3 separate regions of the Zea mays genome follow, and regions 1 and 2 are each linked to region 3. A link is a contact called in public Hi-C data. All regions are on one chromosome and are shown on one strand. The core of a region is the stretch at or near the end of the contact, and the rest is flanking DNA. Distances in the headings are between cores, read along the strand shown.

What was found. Hi-C and Micro-C count contacts between places; a contact is called where the count stands out from the background.
Region 1: a Hi-C map of ear shows a contact between it and region 3, with 2.2 times the contacts expected there. The contact joins the promoter of LOC100192532 here to the promoter of LOC100383177 in region 3. A contact is called at or near these places in 7 of 25 Hi-C or Micro-C datasets (ear, endosperm, leaf and 1 more).
Region 2: a Hi-C map of leaf shows a contact between it and region 3, with 7 times the contacts expected there. The contact joins the promoter of LOC100502349 here to the promoter of LOC100383177 in region 3. A contact is called at or near these places in 5 of 25 Hi-C or Micro-C datasets (bundle sheath, ear, endosperm and 2 more).

Annotation. Positions count from the first base shown.
Region 1 is chr1:90,782,039-90,785,792 of Zm-B73-REFERENCE-NAM-5.0, reverse strand. It overlaps LOC100192532, which reads right to left and starts at 2,124. Exons shown (of 2, transcript NM_001367478.1): 1 at 1,655-2,124; 2 at 1-1,287. The coding sequence starts at 2,091. The coding sequence ends at 219.
Region 2 is chr1:90,417,072-90,421,016 of Zm-B73-REFERENCE-NAM-5.0, reverse strand. LOC100502349 reads right to left here and starts at 2,243. Exons shown (of 10, transcript NM_001363268.1): 1 at 1,685-2,243; 2 at 208-561. The coding sequence starts at 2,017.
Region 3 is chr1:90,578,054-90,581,716 of Zm-B73-REFERENCE-NAM-5.0, reverse strand. It overlaps LOC100383177, which reads right to left and starts at 1,716. Exons shown (of 3, transcript NM_001175842.1): 1 at 1,360-1,716; 2 at 1-12. The coding sequence starts at 1,630.

The DNA.
Region 1 (3,754 bases), core at 875-3,374, 200 kb before region 3:
GCTTCTCAAAACGATTCAGATAACACAAGCATGAACATGATCTTTCTGTACACGTAGGGGAAAATGGTGCAACTTCTCTTCATAATATACTAGAATTTTCCCATGTGAAGCTCAACACTCTACAGTCAATTGAACCCGTCAGAAAAAAACTAACTCTTGTTTTGCTATAACACGTCAATCAGCATGGTTTCTGGTACCTAACTCAAAGATGTTCTTCCCTACAATTTGCACACTTTGTTTTTCCTCATTGTTTCTATGCTTCCTGCTATGGTTGATCCTGCAGTCCCAACAAATCCTAGTGATGCACAACTACAAACAGATTCTTCAATATACAACAAAATTTCTGGCAGTTGAACAGGGTCGCAGTCCTTCTTTGTGCTCTCTATGATTTTCTGAAGGAATCCAGACCGAATACCATGTTCTGCAGCCATAAGCCTTTCTGCAGTTTGCAGCACTAAGTCGTCACTTTCCTTCAGTGTGTACAGTTTATATCGCTCATCTGTTGCAACATCTCCAAGGAAGGTGTTGGTCCAGTTTGTTGGTGGAAGATCAGTCATGACGAACATGTGAATAAGGCCACTAGTCATGTTTCTCCTAATTTCTAGTTCAATAGCTTCCAACTTCTCCTTGAGGGCAGAGAATGTTGCTTTCCAGTGATTTTTGAATTGCCCATCCAGCAACCTAAGTTGCGCACAAAGAAATGGCTCCTTAATGTTGTTCTTAGCAAATTCCTTCCCTGCAGCCATGATCTCCGGTGCAAAGGGAAGAAACTCAACCTTCTCTAGTACCCTTTGTACTCTTTGGTCCTTAGGCGATTCATGGATATCAAAATAAGACTCAGATCCCCTGTATGGTCCTGAGAAGAGTGTCCCAAATGCCAGCAAAGTAGCATCCTCAGCTTGTGAACCAGGCCCTAAAGCCTTGTACATATCTCTGCGTCTCCGGACATATGAGATCTTCTTCCTCCGTTTCAATTCTTCATCTGGTTGAAACTGATCGAACGCCCCATCATCATTCTGTTGGTATGTCCAGACCGTTGTTCTACAATCGTCATGTACATGATACACACAGCCTTTTTCACTGCCTCCTAGACCAGACAGCAAAGATCGGCATTTATTGTAGTCATCTGGCCTAGAGCTACCACCAGAAACAGCACAGCACAGCCGAGAAAAGCAAGTCTTCCGCATGTCTACACCGCACCACAGGGAGACAAAAACCCTGAAGTCGATAGTCCTAACCATTGGTTCGATTGGGGATAGATCAACTATGTCACCCATTGAAACATACCTGAATGTTAAACAAATAAGCATTAACAACAGTCCACAATGAATCGGCGATCAGTTATGCACAATGTGAAAAGTGGTTGCTCGAGGTGTGCGAGTGCAACATAGAATACTTCACTATCTTCCAATCAGAAATGACCTCACTTAATCAAAGGAAACTGAGTGATGTCATTGCCAAGTGATCTGCTATCCTTTAAATAACCGAGATTCTGATGTAGCAATAGGGTCGCCACATTGTTCCATCATTTGAGTCATTTCACAATAAGCAAGGTGGAAGCAAAAAGTGTAGACCAAATTCGAATCCAAGCAATTTCTGATACACCAGAGACCAAACGAACTCGGTGAAGTTGAATGCCAAGTCTGGTATTTACCTTCGATCCAGCAGGAGTTGCATGGTGTGGTCCCAAACAGCGGCGCGCAGCGAGGAAGGGTCGGTGACCCTGAACTTGGGGCAGCTCCCGAGGACGACGGCGTGGTGGTCGAGCACGGGGGGCACAACGAGAGTGCGGTTTAGCAGAGCGGCTGCCACTGCCGCGTTCCGCAACTCGCCCACCTGGTTGCTGAACCCGCTGTGCGGTGCGTACCACAGGAACCTCTGACCCTCGAGCTCCACTGAGCCCCCGCACCGGGGCGCCTCGCCACCGCCGGGGGCGAAGGGGAAAGCGAAGAGAGCGCGGAGCGTGGTGGAGTAGGCCGATGAGAAGAGAAGATAGGCCGGAAGAAGGAGCACGAGGACGGCCACGACGAGAGGCAGGTGCGATCGGGCGCTCCGCCTGCGCCACCGGCCGCGGTTCGCCGGCAAGTCCATCTCCGACACCTTGGAGACGAGATCTGAGTATCTGACGGCAGCGCCCGTGGTACCAACGACTCCATGGACCATGGCCCAGCCGCCCAGCCAATGACACCTAGAGATCCAGTTCCATAAGGGCCGAATGGGTAGGCCCATTTTAGTGAGCTCTAAGCCTCACTCAGATGAGATAAAGAAAACAATTGCCCAACTCAGAAGGGCCGTTGTGACCCATCTTCTGGGCTTCTGATTTTTCTAGAAGTCCATTCTATCTCCACATACTATTGCTATTTTCCCTCGAAATAATTGAGCTTCTTAATACAATTTTTTTATAGAAACCAGTTTATTTTAATTAAAAACTAAAATGAGAAAAAATTATTGCTATGTTCCAAAGCGGTTTTAACTGGTCTTAACTCTTAAAACCGTTTAAGTTACCTTCCACTAGGCTTTGAAGGGGTTTCAATATTTTCATGTTTAGCTGGCCAAATAGAGGTTTTTTAATTGAAGTATTTATTTTATAATTTATATAAATAGAGTTTTTTAAAAAAAAACTCCAATAGCTAGATAAAAGTTGATAAAAGTAGTATTGGATACAAATCTTTTGTGAAAAAAAAACACAAAATGAAAAACAAGCCAAAGTAAGCTCCTAAGCATATTAAATGTTTTGTGTGTGGAAAAGAGGGACATTTTGCTCATAATTGCAAAGCCACTCCACATAATCCTTTGCCCAAACACTTAAGACATTTCGCCTTCAATGCTCATTATTTGCTTAGAAAGGACACAAGTGGAAAGGTCAAAGTCACATTTTTAGGTCCACCTAACAAGAGTAGGCCTAAAAAGATTTGGGTTGAAAAGTCCTTGATTGAGAAAGTTGTAGGCCCCATCAAGTTTGGGTGCCTAAAAATCAAGCTTGATCTGCCTTGCGTGTAGGTGAACTATAAGACCAGTGGGAGTCGTTGGGTAATTGATAGTGGTTGCAGTTAACATAGGACCGGTGACCCATTGATGTTCACCTCTCTTGATGAAGATGTGGATGATCAAGACAAGATAACTTTTGAGAACAATTCAAATGTCCTCTTACTTGCATCTTTGAGCTTCAATTGATTGTCAGTTAGTCAATTGTGTGATCTTGGAATTCAATGTTTATTCACAGAGAAATAAGTTGTTGTGTCTAAAGTGGATGATCACCTAAGGACTTGGTGGTTTTCACCTAAGGTATTTAGATATAACAACTTAATTTGGTGGTTTTCACTTCTGAGGATGCTAACCTAAGGACTTGCCTCTTCACCAAAACATCACTTGGATGGTTATGGCATGGAGGTTGCACATGTTGTAATGGGGACACTTAAGAAGCTTCTGAACAAAGAAAAGGTTAGAGGTTTGAAAGATGTTGTGTTTGAAAAGGTCAAGCTTTGTAGTGCAGGTCAAGCTAGAAAACAAGTTGATAATATATATCCTATAAAAGATTTCATGTCAACATTAAGGCCAATAGAATTGCTTCACATGGATTTATTTAGTGCTACATCAAATGTTAGTGTTGGTGCAAACCCCTTGTAACACCCTGAATTTGGGGGTATAAAATTTCTTCTCTAATATCTACCAAATTCAGGTGTTACCCCTTGTTTCTCTATATAGAATTCTTCTCTCTTCTTTTTATTAGAGATATGTCTAGTTTGTAGGAGAG
Region 2 (3,945 bases), core at 994-3,493, 160 kb after region 3:
TTGTAACCTGCTGAATATACAGCAATTAATCCATAAATTATAGACACATCCAGCACCCAATCCAAGAAAAAATATAACACTCAGGTATATGATTCTAAAGGAAAACCAGCATTAGTTATGACATGGTAGAACCAATAAGATATTGTAATATGAACTGCAACTCTATAAATGGCTTATTTTACCTATTCAATTACGAGAAAAAATTACCTCAACATCCTGTGGAAGAGTGCCAATAAAGCTTAAATACTCTTCACAACGTTGCTTCATCTGTGTTTGGTACTGCGAAAATTCTGAATGAATAATCTGCTCACAGTCTTTAATAACGGCCTCGCCAACGCCTTCAGCATTCAAGCGATTTCTGAGCTTTTCTGTGGAAAATGATGCATCATTCTGATCACCTGATAAATCCCCATTAAAAGAATATTCGCTTCTTGCAGTGACAAGCGCTTCAATCCAAGTCGCCCGGTCATTAGCACAACCAGTCCTCAGTTGAAGTGTTTTGGTCGGAGTAATTATATAAAACCGTTTATCATCTGATTTACTTTCACTAAATGATGATATCTACAAACAGGTAAAGAGAATGGCTAATCAGCAACCAGACTATTCACTATCTAGAAGCATGCAAGTAACTGAAACTTTGAATTGTGTCATCCAAGAAGTGATGATATCTACACTTGCACTCTTGCAGTTCACTTCAAAAAATATATATTTTTTGAAACCTCCACCGTTGCATTGCCATGCCAGTTAATCACTGCTTCCTCCAGCTAAAGAAACGGATAGCCAAAAAAGACAAGCAGCTTTATAGCCCATTGACTGGAGCAGAGCCAGTAGGCGAGGGACCGTTCAAGAGCCGGGGAAAAAGATGAGCCTTTAAAAAGCTCCCAGACCCTTCAATTTGCTAAGGACAGAGTGATCCGTACCTCCTCACATTCCCACTAACCCATGCACTTCCAAAATGCCAATGCGACACAAAACGGAGGCGCCAAGACACCAGGGCGTTTGAACAAGATCCAGCTGGGAGCCCGGTTGCCCCCACCTGTCGCTGGCCCCTTCCCTGGGGAGCACGGGAAACACCACTGTTGCAAGTCGATGCAAAGACTGTTCTTTCACACTAAGCTGACGCTGTAAAAGGCGAGCTCCAATCAAAACAAGGCATCGCTTTATTCCGACAGGGGATTAGCAATTTCTTGTAGCAGTGTATATACTAGCAACTTTCCATCGTTTCCTTTACCAGGAGCGTGAGCGTGAGCATGATGAGTGCTATTGCGTTTGCAAAACGATCCCCGCCGCATATCGTGACGATGGTACGGCACGAGGTAACTTTTACAGCTGGAGACTGGAGTTCCTGTGCTCGTCTGTTCTGTTGGACTGTTTCGATCCGACGCGACGCGGAAAAGAGAGGGATCGCAGGAGACCAGCTCCACTAACTGTAGCAGAAATTTTGAAGTCGATTTGCTCGACGAAATGCGTATCGATAGCACTATTTAACGAACGATTATTATGCTCGGTGTTCCCCAGTTTTGAGGATAAAATCGACGCACTGCAATGCGTCGCTGCTCTAAACAATGGCGAGACCATTCATGGCGAAACGGGGAGGGCGGCATAAAAAAATTCGGGGGGAAAAAATCAGGCAACGAATCGAGACGAGAAGGAGAGGAGAGGAGACGAGAGCGCGAGGGGTGACCTTGAGAGGCACGAATCCGATGGGGCGCTCAGCGGCGCCCGCGGCGCCGCGCGCCACCCCGATCAGCCGGACGCCGCCCGCGGCCTCGGGACGCGGCTCCGCCGCGACGCGGCGCCGGATCTTGGAGTAGGCGAGCACGCCGCCGCGGATCGCGAACCAGCGCGGGCGCCACCCCTTGCCGATGTTGGTCCACTTGTACAGGACCCCCGCCACCGCCGGCGCCGCCCCCGCGTCCTCCGCCGGCGGGGAGCGGTCGCCGGGCGCGAGCCCGCCGCCCGAGGCCGGCCACTCACCGGCGAGGCAGCAGAGCGGGTGCATCTCCCACGCCCGCATCGCGGCCGGCCCCTAGTCTCTCTCTCTCTATATCCCCCGGACCCTACACTCACGCGGCCACCACCATTTGGCTGGCTCCTCGGATTACTCTATTCGGGCAGCGGGTTCGCTCCGGCTTGGGTGGCGACTGGCGAGTGGAGCGAGGAGACGAGACGTGGACTCGAGGGCAGAGGAGGGTGGCTAGGCTTTGGTGCGGCTGCGGCGGGCGGGCGGGCGCCAGGGCGCTTTATGCTCGCTGCCTTACGCTTAACGCCTCCGCCTCCGGCTCTCGGCTCCGCAAATAGTTGGGAACTGGCGTCTTCGCGAGCAAGGCAGCGCCGGCGCGGCAAGGCCTGCTCCTGCGCCGCGCCACAAGGCCACCGCCTGTGGCCTCTGCCTGCCTGGCCTGCGCGTGCGTGCCCGTCAATGTGGCCCCGCGTGCCGGTGGATGCGTGCCGGAGTGGTTGTTCGGCCGCGCGGACGTGGCCTAGGAGGCGTTCGCTGGCTGGTTGGGTCCCGCGTGGCAGTGGCAGTGGCAGTGGCAGTGGAAGGATCCGTGTTCGTGCCGTGCGCGCTTGGCCTTGGGTCAGGCTGGTTGGTCCGGTCAGTGGAACGGGCGTGTCGCCGGTGGGTGAGTCATTTGGGTGGCAGTGCACTGCAGCTGGGGGGCTGGGTCCTCTGGCGCTGGCGAGCGGGGCCGACCTGACAGTTGGCTCTACCGCATTGGTGTCCACTGTTTTAAACAAAAAGCCTTATTTTTATTATTCCATCCAGAGAAAAGAGGCAGCCCTGGTCGATGGTCCTTTGGCTACAACTACTGTGTTGCTAGTGGCTGGGAGTGGTATGTCTAGGAGAGGAAAGCCGAGCATCGGCGTGATGACGACCGCGCGTCGGAGGCAGGCACAGACGCGCGAATCTAGGGGGCCAAACTAGCCCCTCCCTGACCTGATCACGCGTCTCCGCCCACCAAAAACGCCGGCCCGGACAAACGAGACGTCCCCATCTCACGTACACGTACATGCATGTGTCGCGCGGCAGCCACGGTACAGTCCAGTCCAGTCCATCCAATGGTCCAAGGAAAACGTGCTCGCAGCCGGAACCGAGCTGGACTGGGTCTGGACAAGAAGAAGAATCTAGCAACTTGCTCCTGCGTCATACGCTTGCGGTGGTTGCTGCCTCGCTTTACACGGGCAGGCCAGCAGCATCCTAACCTTCCCGTCGTCCCGTCCTATTCCTATGTGACTCGTGTTCCGTCGTCGTTGCTGCTGCTGCTTTGCCGCGTCGGTAAGTTTCCTTTGGTGTGAAGCTCCCTAACCGGATCGACGACTTGTCACGCAACCAAACCAAACCGATTGAGCATCCGTCAGGCTGTTTCGTACTCATTCAAGTGGCGGGGGTCCTGTTTCGTTAAGGCTTTGTTACCACCACCACCCCCAGTTATAAGAATTTGTTAGAGATTCAAGTGGTTTATATCTCGATTATTATAATACACCAGTTTCGTATATGGATAGAATCGTATGTCGTCCCCCTTCCGTCCGTCCCCGTCCAATTCCGGCAACAACAACCTCCATAAATGGCGGGCGGTTACATTTACATGTGCCCGCACTCGCCCTCATCTCCATAAAGGGTGTCGCGGACGCGATTGTGGACACCAGCACCCACTAGGGTCCAAGAGCAAAGGCGGGTGTGAGGACCGGCCTTTGTTGCTCCTCCGCGACTGAGACCACTTCTCTCCCCCCCACCCCACGCTCCTTCGAGGAGGCCATCACCAGCTACGGCGATACTTTCCGCGGGTGCTCCCGGATTGCATATCGACCATCCTCGACCATGGGGCAGCTGTAACGCCCAGAATTTTAGGGAAGGATTTTTTTTTTCTTCTTTGATACTCACCAAATTCAGGTGTTACTCTCTTTTCTCTTCCTGTTTCGCTCCTTCTTCCCATTTTCAAA
Region 3 (3,663 bases), core at 467-2,966:
TCCAAGGAACACCTGTAAGAGCAACCTCAATCAGCAATGCAGCCATGCAGGTAGGCAGCAATATGTGAAGCAACAAGAAACCAGTGAACAGAAAGGAATGGACAGCAGCATATTAACAGACTATGGTAAAAGTTAGCATCACCACCTTGCTGTTAAACAAATCATATAGGTAGGGTGTCATCGACAAACAGAGGACTAGCCAAACAGCACAAAATCAGAACAGAGATGGGCATAATATGCAGAAGGTGCCACTTGACTTACATTGAAGGGCAGGCCTAGTGTAGTGGTGAGAGCTGTCTCATGAGTCACCCAGTCCGAGTTTGAAACAACCTCTCTGTATTTATGGGGGAAGGTTTGACTCAGTTTTACTCTTTTCTTAGACCCTACAGGATTGCCTCGGTTTATCCCTTCCGCAGACCCCACTCATGTGGGAGCCTCCGGCACTGTGTTTGCCCTTTTCTTGCCACTTGACTTACATTAAAACACCTACCACCCACCACCAAGTGTAACCCAAGAACTAGATATCACTGTTCGTGTAAAAATCTCACAAGAATCAGCAGCAATAATTAACAATAAAGATAAAACTTGCAGAACATTGGTATTCATGTATCAAGCATTTGATTTTTCCCCATAACATATGAAAAAACTTGTTTCCTTATCAAGTATGGGCAGCCGGAATATGGCACTGTGTAATAGTAATTACATCCCAGTGCAGTAGCACATTACACCAGACCGTGACCATTAGCACATGTATGGCATACATAAGACAACGTTTCAGCAGTTAGCGCAGCGGTTTCAATTGCTCGGCATATCCTTCCTGATTACGCAGCCCTGTACCTTTGATTACGCAGCCCTCTATGCCTCTACAGCCATTCAGCATAACGAATCAGTGACAAATTTCATCAAAATCAACTGACACCACTGCTTGGAGCAATCCATAACCCATTTTCTAAAAGTTTCTAGAGCTGAGTTTGTTAAATTATCCCCATGACCCAGTCAAACGACATAGGGCAGGTGGTCCTTGCACCAGTCAGGGGCTGAATTCGAGTACCATATGTATCAACTCAACTAGTACAATATCGATACAATAGTAGTACTCAGCACAGTGTGGTATTACCATTAATGATTTTCTCTCAGCCGGTGCAGTACCCGTTTCCCAACCTTACAGGTACCTAATCAGTGAGCACTAGCCACTAGGTGCATCTAAAAAGAGTAAGCCGAGTAGGCAGGAGAGAAATGAATGGAAAAACTTGGAGCTGGTTAGAGCTGGAAGGATCTATTATCTAGGGTTCTGCATCGAGTGGTAGCGGGTGGATGATCGATTCGAGAGGAGGGGGCAGAGATCGGGCGGTAACTGACCTTTCTTACGCTCGCGGCTGGCGGAGGACGACCCCTGGACGAAGTCGTCGGAGGCGTAGCCCCCGCCGCCGTCGGCGAGGTCGGGCCCGTCGGCGGGCGACGCGCCGCCGCTGGTTGACCCCGCGGAGAGGAGGGAGAGGTTCCCCATGCTTGCGCTCTTGCGGATGGCCGAGCCATCGGTGAGGCGCACCCCGAAGATCTTGACCCCGCGGTTGGGGCACGTCCGCGAGTTGTGCCCGTTGTGGCTGCAGTGCGAGCACCGCCGCGTCATCCCGCCGCCAGCCAGGGTTCGTGCGGTTTGCGTGTGTCGGGACTCGTGAGAGGAACGACGGTGGTGATGGTGATGGGAGGAGGACCGGAGCCGGTGCGAGGAAGCCGTGTGAGGAGAGGAGGTGATGAATGGAGGGGAGAGGGTTAACTCAACTGTTAAGTGGTGATTGCTTAAGCTGGTCGGCGAGCGTGGGCCGTCCACGTGGCGGATATTCTCGCGGGGATATACGTGTGCGTGGGGGACTCGGGCAGCGGCTTGTGGGGCACGCCTCGCTTCCTGGCTGGCTCCACTCTGCCTGCCGTCAGCCTCCTTCCGATTTGTTCTCAATCGCCGGGTCCTCGGACCATTTACTGACAAATTGAGCAAAGGCGAACCAACCTGCGATCGTGTCCATTTCCTGTTTTAAGATCTGGACGATACGTTTCTTTCCTTAGAGCAACTCCAGTGGTTCTCTAAAACACTTTCTAAATCAATAATTTAGCTAGTTAACATGAAAACTATTCTCCAATAGTTCTCTAAATGAACTTTCTAAATTTAACAACTTGTCATCTAACCCCATTTTCTCTCTACATTTGGCAACCATTTAACAACTCACTAAACAAAAATGTTGACTGCATTATATAGTTTTTGTGACTTATTTTTTATGTGGATAAATACAAAACAAAATTACAACCTATATTTAGAGAACTATTGGAGAACTCACATTTTTTTACTCCAAAAGCTATTTAGCAACTTCTTAAATCTGTGATTTAGAGAGCTAAAATTTACATAACTATTGGAGTTGCTCTTATGTAACGAGGCTTAGGTCTTATTTAAAAGAACCCAGTTTTTAAAAAACCAGTTTTTATCTTTTAACTAGGAGAGTTCAGCTTCTTAGTTTTTAAGAAGCTAGTAATCCTAAAATTAGCGCCGATCCGGTCGCCAATCAGTACGATGAGAACCGATGGCGGTGCTCTCTGCGGAGATGCGGATGGTCCGTGGCCAGGGGCCGAACGTCTGCGACCTGGCGCAGAGGCTAGGGTCCTGCCTGACGAGCCGGACAGTCCGCGCGGGCGCAGGGGTGGCGAAGTTTGCCGATGGCGCATCTAATCGACGTAGAGCCGGAGAGAGGTGAAGATTTAGATAGAGAAATCTAAGTTATTGTCTACTCCTAGGGCAAAATGTAAAGAACTAGATGTATATTGATTGATTAATCGATTGTTGGTGTTTCAACCGGCTGTAGCTTTCATATATATACAGGGGGTCTGGACCCGTTACAAACTGATTCTCGAGTTAATCTCGCAGATTTAGCTAACAAATCCCGTAAGAAACTTGGAATCCTAACTGATTCTGCGCGCGCGGACCGTCCGCGCCACCATCGCGGATCGTCCCCAGGCCAATTTTGGTGCCCAACCTATGCCCCTGCCTTTTGGCGGAGCTGAGCGAACCAAAAGCACTGGTACAGGCTGAAAACTAACTCAATGTGTTCACATCAGTTTTTCTAGGTATCTTGCCACATACTAGGATGATATTGCTTGAGAAAACGCCAGTTTAGCGTCTTGGGCAAGTCTTTGCCTTGTAGTGTTTGCAACTGGCCTTAACCAGAAAGTTCAGGAGAGAAAACCCCAGTTCAACTGCCCTAAGGCAAGTTCAACTGGTGTATGGTCAAAGAGGTTTACAGTTGAAGTTGAAGTTCAGCTGGAGTTGAGAAAGCTCAATTGTAGTTGTAAAAGCTCAACTGCAGTTGAAGAAGTTCAGCTCAGCTAAAAAAGCTCAATTGCTGCTGAAGAAGCTCAACTAGCTAAGGTTTAGTTCAGCTAATAAAGCTCAACTGCGGCTAAAGAAGTTCAACTGCTTTTCAACAAGAACACTCTTAGTTTCTCAACCCTAATCACGGTCAGCCATATAGCGTTCAAGAGATTTTTGGTTTTCAAAAATAGCTTTTGAATTTGAGGGCTTGAGCTTATAACAAACATCATTACCTATGGGAAAACTACTAAGGAAGAATTACATCCTGTGACTCAAGATATACATAAAATTTTATATGTCCATCG